Linked DNA regions of Sus scrofa: all the other regions are linked to region 3. Evidence: chromatin contacts called from public HiChIP or PLAC-seq and promoter capture Hi-C data. All regions are on one chromosome and are shown on one strand. Each heading gives the region's core, a stretch centred on a gene start, on an enhancer-like site or on the middle of the called end of the contact. The rest is flanking DNA. Distances are from core to core; before and after follow the strand shown. Region 1 holds the start of HCFC1 (host cell factor 1). Region 2 holds the start of MECP2 (methyl-CpG-binding protein 2). Region 3 holds the start of SSR4 (translocon-associated protein subunit delta).

What was found. Promoter capture Hi-C pulls out the DNA fragments that hold promoters and counts their contacts. HiChIP or PLAC-seq counts read pairs in DNA pulled down with a chosen protein or histone mark.
Region 1: a contact with region 3 is called in an H3K27ac HiChIP or PLAC-seq map of alveolar macrophages. The contact joins the promoter of HCFC1 here to the promoter of SSR4 in region 3. A contact is called at or near these places in 3 of 5 promoter capture datasets (fetal liver, fetal skeletal muscle and liver), 1 of 47 Hi-C or Micro-C datasets (fetal liver) and 2 of 2 datasets of contacts at active chromatin or transcription factors (alveolar macrophages and skeletal muscle).
Region 2: a promoter capture Hi-C map of liver shows a contact between it and region 3, with 2.1 times the contacts expected there. The contact joins the promoter of MECP2 here to the promoter of SSR4 in region 3. A contact is called at or near these places in 1 of 5 promoter capture datasets (liver) and 1 of 47 Hi-C or Micro-C datasets (heart right ventricle).

The regions. Positions count from the first base shown.
Region 1 is chrX:124,693,187-124,696,119 of Sscrofa11.1, forward strand. It overlaps HCFC1 (host cell factor 1), which reads right to left and starts at 1,660. Exons shown (of 27, transcript XM_003135485.5): 1 at 1-1,660. TMEM187 (transmembrane protein 187) reads left to right here and starts at 1,864. Exons shown (of 4, transcript XM_003135487.4): 1 at 1,864-1,990.
Region 2 is chrX:124,787,265-124,790,488 of Sscrofa11.1, forward strand. MECP2 (methyl-CpG-binding protein 2) reads right to left here and starts at 1,799. Exons shown (of 5, transcript XM_021080802.1): 1 at 1,713-1,799.
Region 3 is chrX:124,535,616-124,538,834 of Sscrofa11.1, forward strand. It overlaps SSR4 (translocon-associated protein subunit delta), which reads left to right and starts at 1,930. Exons shown (of 6, transcript XM_003135482.5): 1 at 1,930-2,174. The coding sequence starts at 2,108. It overlaps IDH3G (isocitrate dehydrogenase [NAD] subunit gamma, mitochondrial), which reads right to left and starts at 1,955. Exons shown (of 13, transcript XM_003135497.4): 1 at 1,678-1,955. The coding sequence starts at 1,758.

The sequences.
Region 1 (2,933 bases), core at 410-2,909, 160 kb after region 3:
CGCGGTGGAAAAAAGTCACCAAGCGAGAAGGAAGCCCCCCAATTCCACTCACACACACCCCCTTTAGTCTAAGACGGTTCTCACGGAGAAGCGGTTCCTCACACAGCGGTGGACGGCTCCATGGAGGCCGCCATCTTAACTATTCTCCTTCACTTCTGCTCTTCCCCTTCTTCTTGCTCACCCCGTCTCCTCAAGAGCCTCCTGAAACTGCCGAGCGCCTGGGCCCGAGAAGCTGGAGGCCGCCGAGTCCCGCCGCCCTGACTCCTTGCCTGGGAGCTCCCACTTACAAGCTCGAGCGGGAGGCCCTGGGAGCCGCCATCTTGAGCCGCCTCTCTCTCCTCCCTTCCTCAGTCGTAGCCCTCCCCCGCCGGAAATGGCGGAGCCCCGGCCCGGTTCCCACACCCCCCAAGTCCCCTGCACTGGCCGGCTTCCGGGGCGGGTGGAAAGCAGCCACAAGCGCCGCGGTCGTCCCAGCCCCGCCGGCGCTCAGACCACAATTGTGGGAGCCGCCATCTTGAGACCGTCCCGCTTCCCCGCCCAGCGCTTAGTGCAGCGGCCGCTCCCGAAACAGCCTCGACACTCTTAAGGAATAGAGTCGCGCCAGAGGCCAGTGGACCGAGCCCGAATTCTCGACGGCTGCTCGGAGGCCCACGCCGTACGGCTCGTGAGGTCTCGAAGCTCTCCCCTTAGTCCGCCTCTGCGGCTCAGGCTGAGCCTGCCGCCCTGGGAGCCGCCATCTTGAGACAAGCTCCCCCTTCCCCCCTATTCTCTTCCTCCTGGGTCAGTTCTTCCACTGCAAACCAAACGCAAGGCAGCGTCCGATCCTCGCTTCCCTCCTTATGACTCCTTCCCACAGGAGCCGCTCCAAAGAGGTAGAGTTAGGCCCCGAAGTGGCAACTGTACGGCAGGAGGAGCGGTAACGGCAGGGCGCTCATGCCTCCTCCCTGGGAGCCGCCATCTTGTGTGAAGAAGTAACAACTAAACATGGCGGCGGCGGCGGTCGGGCGAGGGGGCGGAGTCGGGCGACGTCACTGTTTTCCCCACCACCACCTCTCCCCCGCCCTCGCGGGCTTCTCCATCCGGCCGAGGCCTCTTAAAGGAACCTCGCGGCGAGGGACCAGGGCTGCTGCGCGCTTGGCTTGGAATCAGGCCGCGCTGGGGTCAGGCACAGGCGTGCCCAGCCCTGGGGCCCCCCGAGAGCCCCTCCACGCCTCCGCCCTGGGAGCCGCCATCTTGCCACTTCCCCTCGCCCGGCCGTCCTCGGGCGTCAATAGCGACTTTCAGCACAAAACAAAGATGGCGGCTGCGGCATCTGGGGAATGCCCGGATGAGAAGGCCTCAGACGGGGTTGGCCCCGCCCCCCATGGGAACTGCCCCCTGGGTCGCTGAAGGGACACACTCTAGAGGCGTCGCCTTTAACTAGCAGTGGGGACAGGAACAGAGGCTGCTGAAGGCGGCTGGCGGGACACATTCGAGTCAGTCCTAGGGTCGAGGGAGCGGACGTGTTTCTGCTCCGCACACCCAGCTGCCTCAGAGCGGCGGCCCGAAGCCCGCCGCCGGGGGGAGCCGGGGGCGGGGCGGGAGTGGGCGGGAACGCGGCCGGGCGCGCGGCGCCGGGGGCGGAGCCCTCCCAGGCTCCCAGGCCGCCGCCCCGCCTCCAGGCGGGGGCGCCGCCGCAACCGCCGGCGCCCCAAGGAGACGAGCCGGGCCGCCGCGCGCCGGGCAGGCCCCCCGCTCCTCTGGCTGTCGGGCGGGCAGCCCGGCCTGCGGCGCCTGAGCCGGGCGGGCGGGCGCAGGGGAGCTCCGCGTCGCCTCGCGTCACCCCGCGTCACCGCCCGCCCCGCCCGCTTCCCAGAGCCTGCGCCCCGCCCCGCGCGCAAGCGCACAGCCGCCTTTCGGGTCCGCCCTTTTTCGAGATTTGAATTTCCCCCAGCAAAGCCGAGAGGCCAAATACCCGGATGGTGCTCGCTGGCCTTTTCGCGCCAATACTGTAAGTTCTCATAACAACCTTCAGAGGTGGGTACTGGCGTCACCCCCACGTTCCAAATCTTGCAGGAGACCGTCTCGTCGCAGCACCTTCATGGTCACTGCCAGACGCAGGCTGTAATGCGCTGCTGTCCGGGGTCTTGGAGTGACAGCAGGTGAACTTCCCAGATTCTGTCCTCTTTATTTCATCTTGACATCCACCAACCTCTAGCCGAAAGTTGGCCTGTCCTACAATTCCAAGTGTAGGCAGCCAAGCCCAGAGCGTTAGCCTGGTGACTATGTCACCAAAAGAAATGATGAGAGATCATTTTAGATCAGATGGCTTTTCCTATGGAGATCCTGAAATTAATTACAAGACCTACTGGCAGGCTGAATAACTGCTTTGAAATTACCGTAGTTATTCAGCCTCCCGCAGAGCCTGTCATTTAACCTGTTAATAAAGAAGCACAGGAGTTCCCTGGCGGCCCAGTGGGTTAAAGATTTGGTGTTGTCATGGCTGTTGCTCCAGTTCCATCCCTGGTTTGAGAACGTCCTCATGCCCCAGGTGGGGCCAAAAAAAAAAGAAGAAGCAAGCACATATATTATCACACATTTTCAAAAATGTTTTAATACCTGTCTTTAGACGTATTAAATTTATGTTGGAATTTTCTGTCGTAGTTTATGCATCTGGAGGCATTTGTTTGAGAACGGCCAAAGAGTCCTGTGACGCAGCTAAAGACGAGAGCCCTCACCTGTGTTTGTGTGGCCTCTGACCATTCACAGCACCGCTCTGGCCCCAGGTCCTTCCCCTGTAAAATAAGGAAGCCGAGCTGCTGGTTCCCAGGGAACTCGCCCCCGTGCAGTGACTCTCTTCTCAGAGTTCAAGAGTCACGGTGCTGGCTCTAGGCTCCTTGGACATCCGGGTGGCCCCTGATCTGCAGAAGGGCAGCAAGGGTGGTCCAGGGAGT
Region 2 (3,224 bases), core at 549-3,048, 250 kb after region 3:
GTTGGCTGGTTGTCTGCAATAAGGATCCAGCATGTTTCAAACAACCCAAGAGGAGCAGTTAATCTCATTGTTAAGTGAAATCACTAAGACGCAGATGAAAATTCTGGCTTTGAAACCCAAATTTCTCCCCTAGAGTAATTGTCCATTAACAATGAATTCTCCTCCCAAGGCCTGAATATGCTTCCTTTTTGTAGAATGACAAAATGCCTAAAAGTTGTGAGAGTCCTACAAAGTCTAAGCCACTCAGCCTCACGGGCTAGTAGGTTTGGTTCCACGATCACCAAGCACTCCCTGAATTCGATCCTACCATCTCACAATGTGGGGCACTGATCCTGCACAGCAAAGACACAACATGGGAATGGCTCTACAGAGCCCGTTCCTGTTCCTGGAAAAATAATCAGAAGCACACATCTGCCTGACCATGAGTCAGGAATATCATTTTTGTGGTGGAGCCCATTTCTGCTGTGACCAATCTACACCAAACACACAACAGAAGCGACGGCCACAGAGGTATGTTCCAGAGCAAGCTCCCCCCCCACCCCCGCCCCGTTGATCCACACTTGGTAATGCCATAAACGGTCTCCTCCGTCAAAGCAATCTTTAGACTCTTCACAGTGACCTTAAGTCTTCAGTGCAAACCCACAGAAAACATTGCCACGCCACGTACAAGTCACCTGAATTTCAGTTTGGGTGATTCAGTCAGAACCACACGAAAAAGAAAAGAAACTTTCGGGGACAACTGACAGGAACCACAGAGGGGCGATGAAATTGCCCCATCCGGGGCTGGGGATCGTGAGCAAGGCGCGCTCCGCGGCTCTGGAAGCCGGTCACATACTATGTCCCACTCCACTTATGTAACTGGAAGATCGCCGGCGAACGGGGGGAGGAGGGGAGGGCGCTCAGATTCTGAGGCCACAGCACCCCCAAAGACCCTGGGGGCGAGCTCCCACCGAAGAGCCTCAGGTGCTGCCGGACACGCAGTCCCCGACCCACGGCTCCTGATGGTAACTATAACCGCCTCTTTATGATGAGCCGTGGGACCAGGAACACAATGTCTAGCGCCTTTTGTGGGTGGACAATAATTCCCACCTACTTGTTCCTGCTAGATGCGAAAGGAACTCGCTCGCAGTGGGGGCAGAAAGTCATGGAATGGGCGAGAAGGAGGGGGAGGCAAAGCCTGGAGATGGGGGTGAGAGCGCCGGAGCCCTTGTGGCGCACTCTCCCGACGGGAGGCGGACTGCGCACGCGCGTCGGTGGGGGGGCCGAGTAACGGGAGAGGGGGCGCGCGAGGGAGGGAGACGCGAAAGCGCGATCCAGGGAGAGGCCGGGGCCGCGGGCGCGCGACGGCGCCGCGGGCCCGAAGCCCCGCGAAGGGCACGACGCGCGCGCAGCCCCGACAGGCGAAGCCCCGGCGACAGGGGCGCCCGCGGGGCCAGGGGCCGGGATGCGCGCCGAAGGCGGGAGGGAGGGAGGGAGGGGGGAACCAGGCGAAGGCTGCCCTGGGAGGCTGCGCCGAGGACGGTCACCCGCAAGTGCGGGTAACGGGCCGAGGGGGGGGGGCCGTCACCAGCGGGAGGGGGAGGGTAAGAGAGGAGGGACGCCATCCGCCAGCCGTGTCGCCCGACCCCGCGGGCCCCTCCCGCGCCACGTCCCGCCCCTACCCCCGCCCCCCAGCAAGGGTCCCCGCCCGCGGCCGCAGCGGTCCCACTCACAGTCTCTCCTCCTCGCCTCCTCCTCCTCCTCCGCTCGGCGCGGCAGCGGCGGCGGCGGCCATTTTCCGGACGGCTTTTACCACAGCCCTCTCTCCGAGAGGAGGGAGCGCGCGCGCCGCCGACGCCGAGACCCCGCACGGCCGACGTCGCGCCCCGCCCTCCCGGCCGGCCTGCGCGCTGCTGCACCTGCGCACCCGCGCCCGGCCCCCGGCGCCGCCGCGAGCCCGCACGCCATTGGGTGCGGCGCCCGGGGTGGGGCGGGGTCTCGGCGGCGACGCCGCCAATTGGCGGGAGATCGTGTCCATTCCGGCAAGGGAAAAGGGGGCGGACGCCCCGTCTAGCTGCGGATTGGCTGCCAACGGCCGTCATTTGGGAAAAAGAAGCGGCTTGGGCTCCGGGGGGCTGGTTTAGTGGGCGGAATTTGAATATTAAGGATTAATGGGCCCTTGCGGATGCTGGAGCAAAGCTAGGCCTAGGCTCGGGACGCTTGTTTGCGCGGCCATGCCGGGCCCTCGACCCGCTGTCCACAAACACACCCAGTACGCCGCTATACGTGTTTCACCGCACCCGCATTTTCTCCACATTACCACCTTCAGTACAAGCAGCAAAGTTGCCTGACATTGTTCCAGCCGAGGGACCTTGGTTTAAGAGGCCTACCCAATGCATTCTTACATCTGACCTGTAGTGTGCCACACAATCACAGGGGCAGGGAATAAACTGAGGAACAAATCACAGCCTTGATCTTCTTGAAACTCTGATGGGGGAAGAGCCAAGGCTGCAGATAGTCTGGTGGAGGTGGGCAGAAGGCACAATGGAAGCACAAAGGCAGCAGCCCTTAACTGCCTGCACAGGAGAGGAAAGACTTCTAGAAGAAGTGATTTGGGAGCTAAGATCCACAGTGCCGGTGAGAAAAATATTTAAGAGTATGAGAAAAGTTTTAGCTAATGGAGTGTTCAGGATAGGCCTGTTTGTCTAGGCGACCTTACTCTGATTCCAGCTATCATCCGATTCATCCAGTGACCCTTGAGCTAGGGTCAAGGAACCCTCTGATTCTGATGTGGCTCCTTACCCTCTGTTAATTTATTAAATACACGTTATGGAAGACACTGTTCCAGGCTCTGGATGCACAGTACTGAATAAGACAGCAAAACTATCATTCCTGTGGGGGAGGCTTCATACAAAGCAATATGTACAAATAAGTGTGTAATATGTCTCCTAGTGATAAGCGCTTTCAGACAGATAAAGCAAGGGTAAAGGGGGTGCTGCTTATATAACCACAGGCTTTTGCTCACATATTATTCCCCATATGGCTATCTGGGGAGAGAAGAAGATGTTGGGCAAGTTCAAAGGCCCTGAGGAGAGACTACACCTGACGTGTTGAGGTCTCACGAGTAAGTTGATGTGGCTGGAAGAGTGACGGGGTATGTGGTTGGAGAGGCACCTGGAGCTGCCATGGGAACTGGAAGCTTCTTCTGAGATGAGAAGTCTTTGGAGGATTTTGAACTGGGAGCT
Region 3 (3,219 bases), core at 680-3,179:
CCCCTGCAGCTCCCAGCAGCAATCCCTCCTGGGTTTCGGCCCTCTGAAATCCACTGGCACTGCGCAGGTAACTCGGCCGGGGCGGTGAGCCAGCACTCGCACTGGGCCTGGCTCAGCATCTGGGCAACAACCCACCACCAGACTTTGGATCCCATCACCACCACCAGGGCTGAACCTCTCCCTCAGCTGATCCCAATGCTAGGTGTTCCCTCCAGCCTTGGCGAAAGGCCCCGAGAGCTCTCGGGACAGCAACTTCCCTGAGCTCTGCTCTGGACAGATGCAGGCATCTTCCTTCAGGGGGTTACAAAGAGTCTGTGAAACTACACATCCAAGGAGCCCAGTATGAGGCAGGATGGGATATATGCATTGGTCTCCGGCTTGTTCATCAAGCAGGAGGACGGACAGTTAGTCCTCGTCCTTTGATGGTGCCACGCAAAGTCCAGAACGGTATGTGTGCCAACCGAAGGGCTCCCACAGCCCACGTCTTAGTGAGGTTTCTCTCTTGTTGGATCTAGGACCAATGGTGGCTGCATGTTTTCCCACAAGGTCCAGTCCAAGTTAGTGGGATCAAAGATCTGGACTTCATCTCTAAAGGGCCCCATGCCCGGGACAACCAGTCTCAAGGCAAGGCATTGCCCAGCTAGCAAGCATTCCCTGCAGTCCGTTTTCATCCCAAGACCAACACAAACCTACACACAGGGAAGGTCGGGGAAGAGACAAAAGTCCTCGCCAAGATCCTGCAGGACCCAAGCTGCCAGAGCTGTAGGACCTCTGGAGAGCCGCTCGCTTGCAAGCGGGAGAAGTCAGCATTTAAACGCCATTCAATAAAGCAAAAGCTGTTACGGGGCTCAGAGAGGGTAAGCAGGCAGGAGATATGTGTGCAAGGGGTGTCAGCGAAGTCACAGAGTTCTGGAAGGTCAGAGTTGGCTAGATCCTTTGAGACAGCGGGGAAACTGGGGCCCAGAGAGCGCATCCCTGCTGTACCTCAGGGCCAGTCCTAACTCGCTGATGCTTCAAATGGCTTCCAACACGCCCAGGGACTAAATTAACCTCACTCACGTGTATAATGAGAGAAGAATCAGACCTGAATAACCAAGATTCTAAACGGAGAAAGACGGAAGACAAGCCCTCGCGGCCTCCCAACCCGCCAGCTTCAGGAATCCTAGCTCCTTCCCATTCCAGGCGCCTGCATGGGGGGAAGCCTCCAGTGTACCGGCAAAGTCCGATTCGCCACCTGCGCTGGGACAGGTGGCAAAGCGATCCGCTAGAGAGAAACTCGAGGAGGAAGGGCGGCCTGGAACGGATTCCCAAGAGGGCCAATGCAAGGCGGGCCGGGACACGTGACCGCCTCGGGCGAGATTCCACAAGGACACTAGGGAGGTGACACTCTGCCCGCCGCAGCCACTCAACCCGCGAGTGCGGGCCCCCACCCCGCCGCAAGATGCAGACCCCTGGGGGAGCCAGACCAGGGCCAGCTTGGGCTAACCTAGTCACTGACAGCCGAAGTGGCCAATCAACGTCGGTCCGCACCACTCTCCCCTCCTCTCGCGGGGCCTGTGGCCAATGGGGCTCCAGGACGCTCTGAGAGCCGCGGCTGCCAGACCTGCCTAGCGGAGATGCAAGCACCCCCCTCGGCGAGGGCCGCGGCTTCCCCCGTGGCCCGCTCCCTCTTCTCACCTCCCAGGGACGGCAGAGGAGGGCTGGCCTGAGCACTGCCTTCGCCGCGCCGCCTGCAGCCGTCGCCACCTTCAGCGCCATGACAGAAAGTGAGAACCGCAGCAGGTCTCGACCCTCAAATGCCACTCTCGCGAGAGTTCACCGGAGCGCGCGCTCCGGGGAGTGGGCGTGGGCCCGGCCGAGCGCACGCACGCGACCGCGCCGGTTCCCACGCCCTCTTCCGGCTCCGACTGCGCGGCTGTGGCCGCCATTTTGCGGGGGCGGCCCGCCGGGCCCCGGGTCCGGGGAGGGGACACGTCAGTGCCGCCAGTGACGTCACCGGCCCGCCGGCGCCAGATTGGCTGCTGCGGTCGCTTACGCGTCGCGCTTCCTCGTCTGCTCCTCGTGTTCAGGGGAGTCGCTCTCTTTTTTCCTCGGCAGAGAAGAGGCGATGGCGGCGCTGGCATCTCTCGGCGCCCTGGCGCTACTCCTGCTGTCCGGCCTCTCCTGCTGCTCAGGTAGCGGCCTGGCCGGGGCTCGTTTCTGGCGAGCCTCTCTCCCACGACTGGTGGTGCGTCGGGGGAGGACGGGTGCGGGCGAAGCGGGGGTCTGGGCCTTCTTCCTCCGAGAGGCAGGTGGTCTCTGGTCGCGGCGGCCGGGGCCACTACGCGCTCCTGCCGTACACGTTTGTCCAGCAGCCAGGCTGCTGGAAGAAACAGCCAGATCTTTCCCCTGTCTGCTCCCGCGAGGAAGAGTCCCAGAGCCTCTCCCGTGCGCCTGGCCCCAGCTCCAGCAGGGAAAGTGACACACGTCCCTGCTCCCACTTCCAAAGCTCCTGGTCCCGAAGGGGGGTCGAACTGGAGCAAAGCTCTGCAGCGCGGGGTGATCGGACCGAGAAACTGGGCTGGTGGAGAGGAACCACCTGAGCCGGTGCGGTGGGGCCAGGCCTCCTCAGGAAGGGAGCGCTGAGTGACGAGAGGGGGCAGGGACGGTCCAGGCAGAGGGGCCGAGAGTGCGGGCGAGTTCGAAAGGAACTGAAGAGGGAAAGATGAGCCGGCCTAGGGTGCCGGGCCAGACGGCGTTTATTTTCTTCCCTTGGCCTTGATGTATCCTTATAGGGCTCTTCAGCAGAGCTGAAGCACAGTCACATGGATTAACATGCTTGGGAGATTAACACTTAGTGGCAGGGTTGAGCTCAGACTGGAGTCCAGAAGTGTGTAGAGCAGGAGGTCTTTGCAGGAGCCCCCACTGGGCCTCGGGGCCTGCAATGGGTCAGGGCCACTTTTGTGCATTTATCATACCTGCCCTAGTTCAGGCCAGCACCCTTGGTGCCCGGAGTGTCTAACCAGCCTAAGTGGCCTCACTGCCTGCTCTCTTCTCATGTGCTCATCGGGAATTCCCACGCCATGGCCAGTGATACCTGGAGAGGACAAACCTGACTCTAAAACCCCTTGGTGCTCCATCGTGTCCTTAGGGAAAAGCTTAGCAAAGCAGAGAAGGATCTGTGAGCTGGGGCTCCTGAGAGCCACCTGCCCATGTCCCCAGGCATCTTCCTCCTACCAT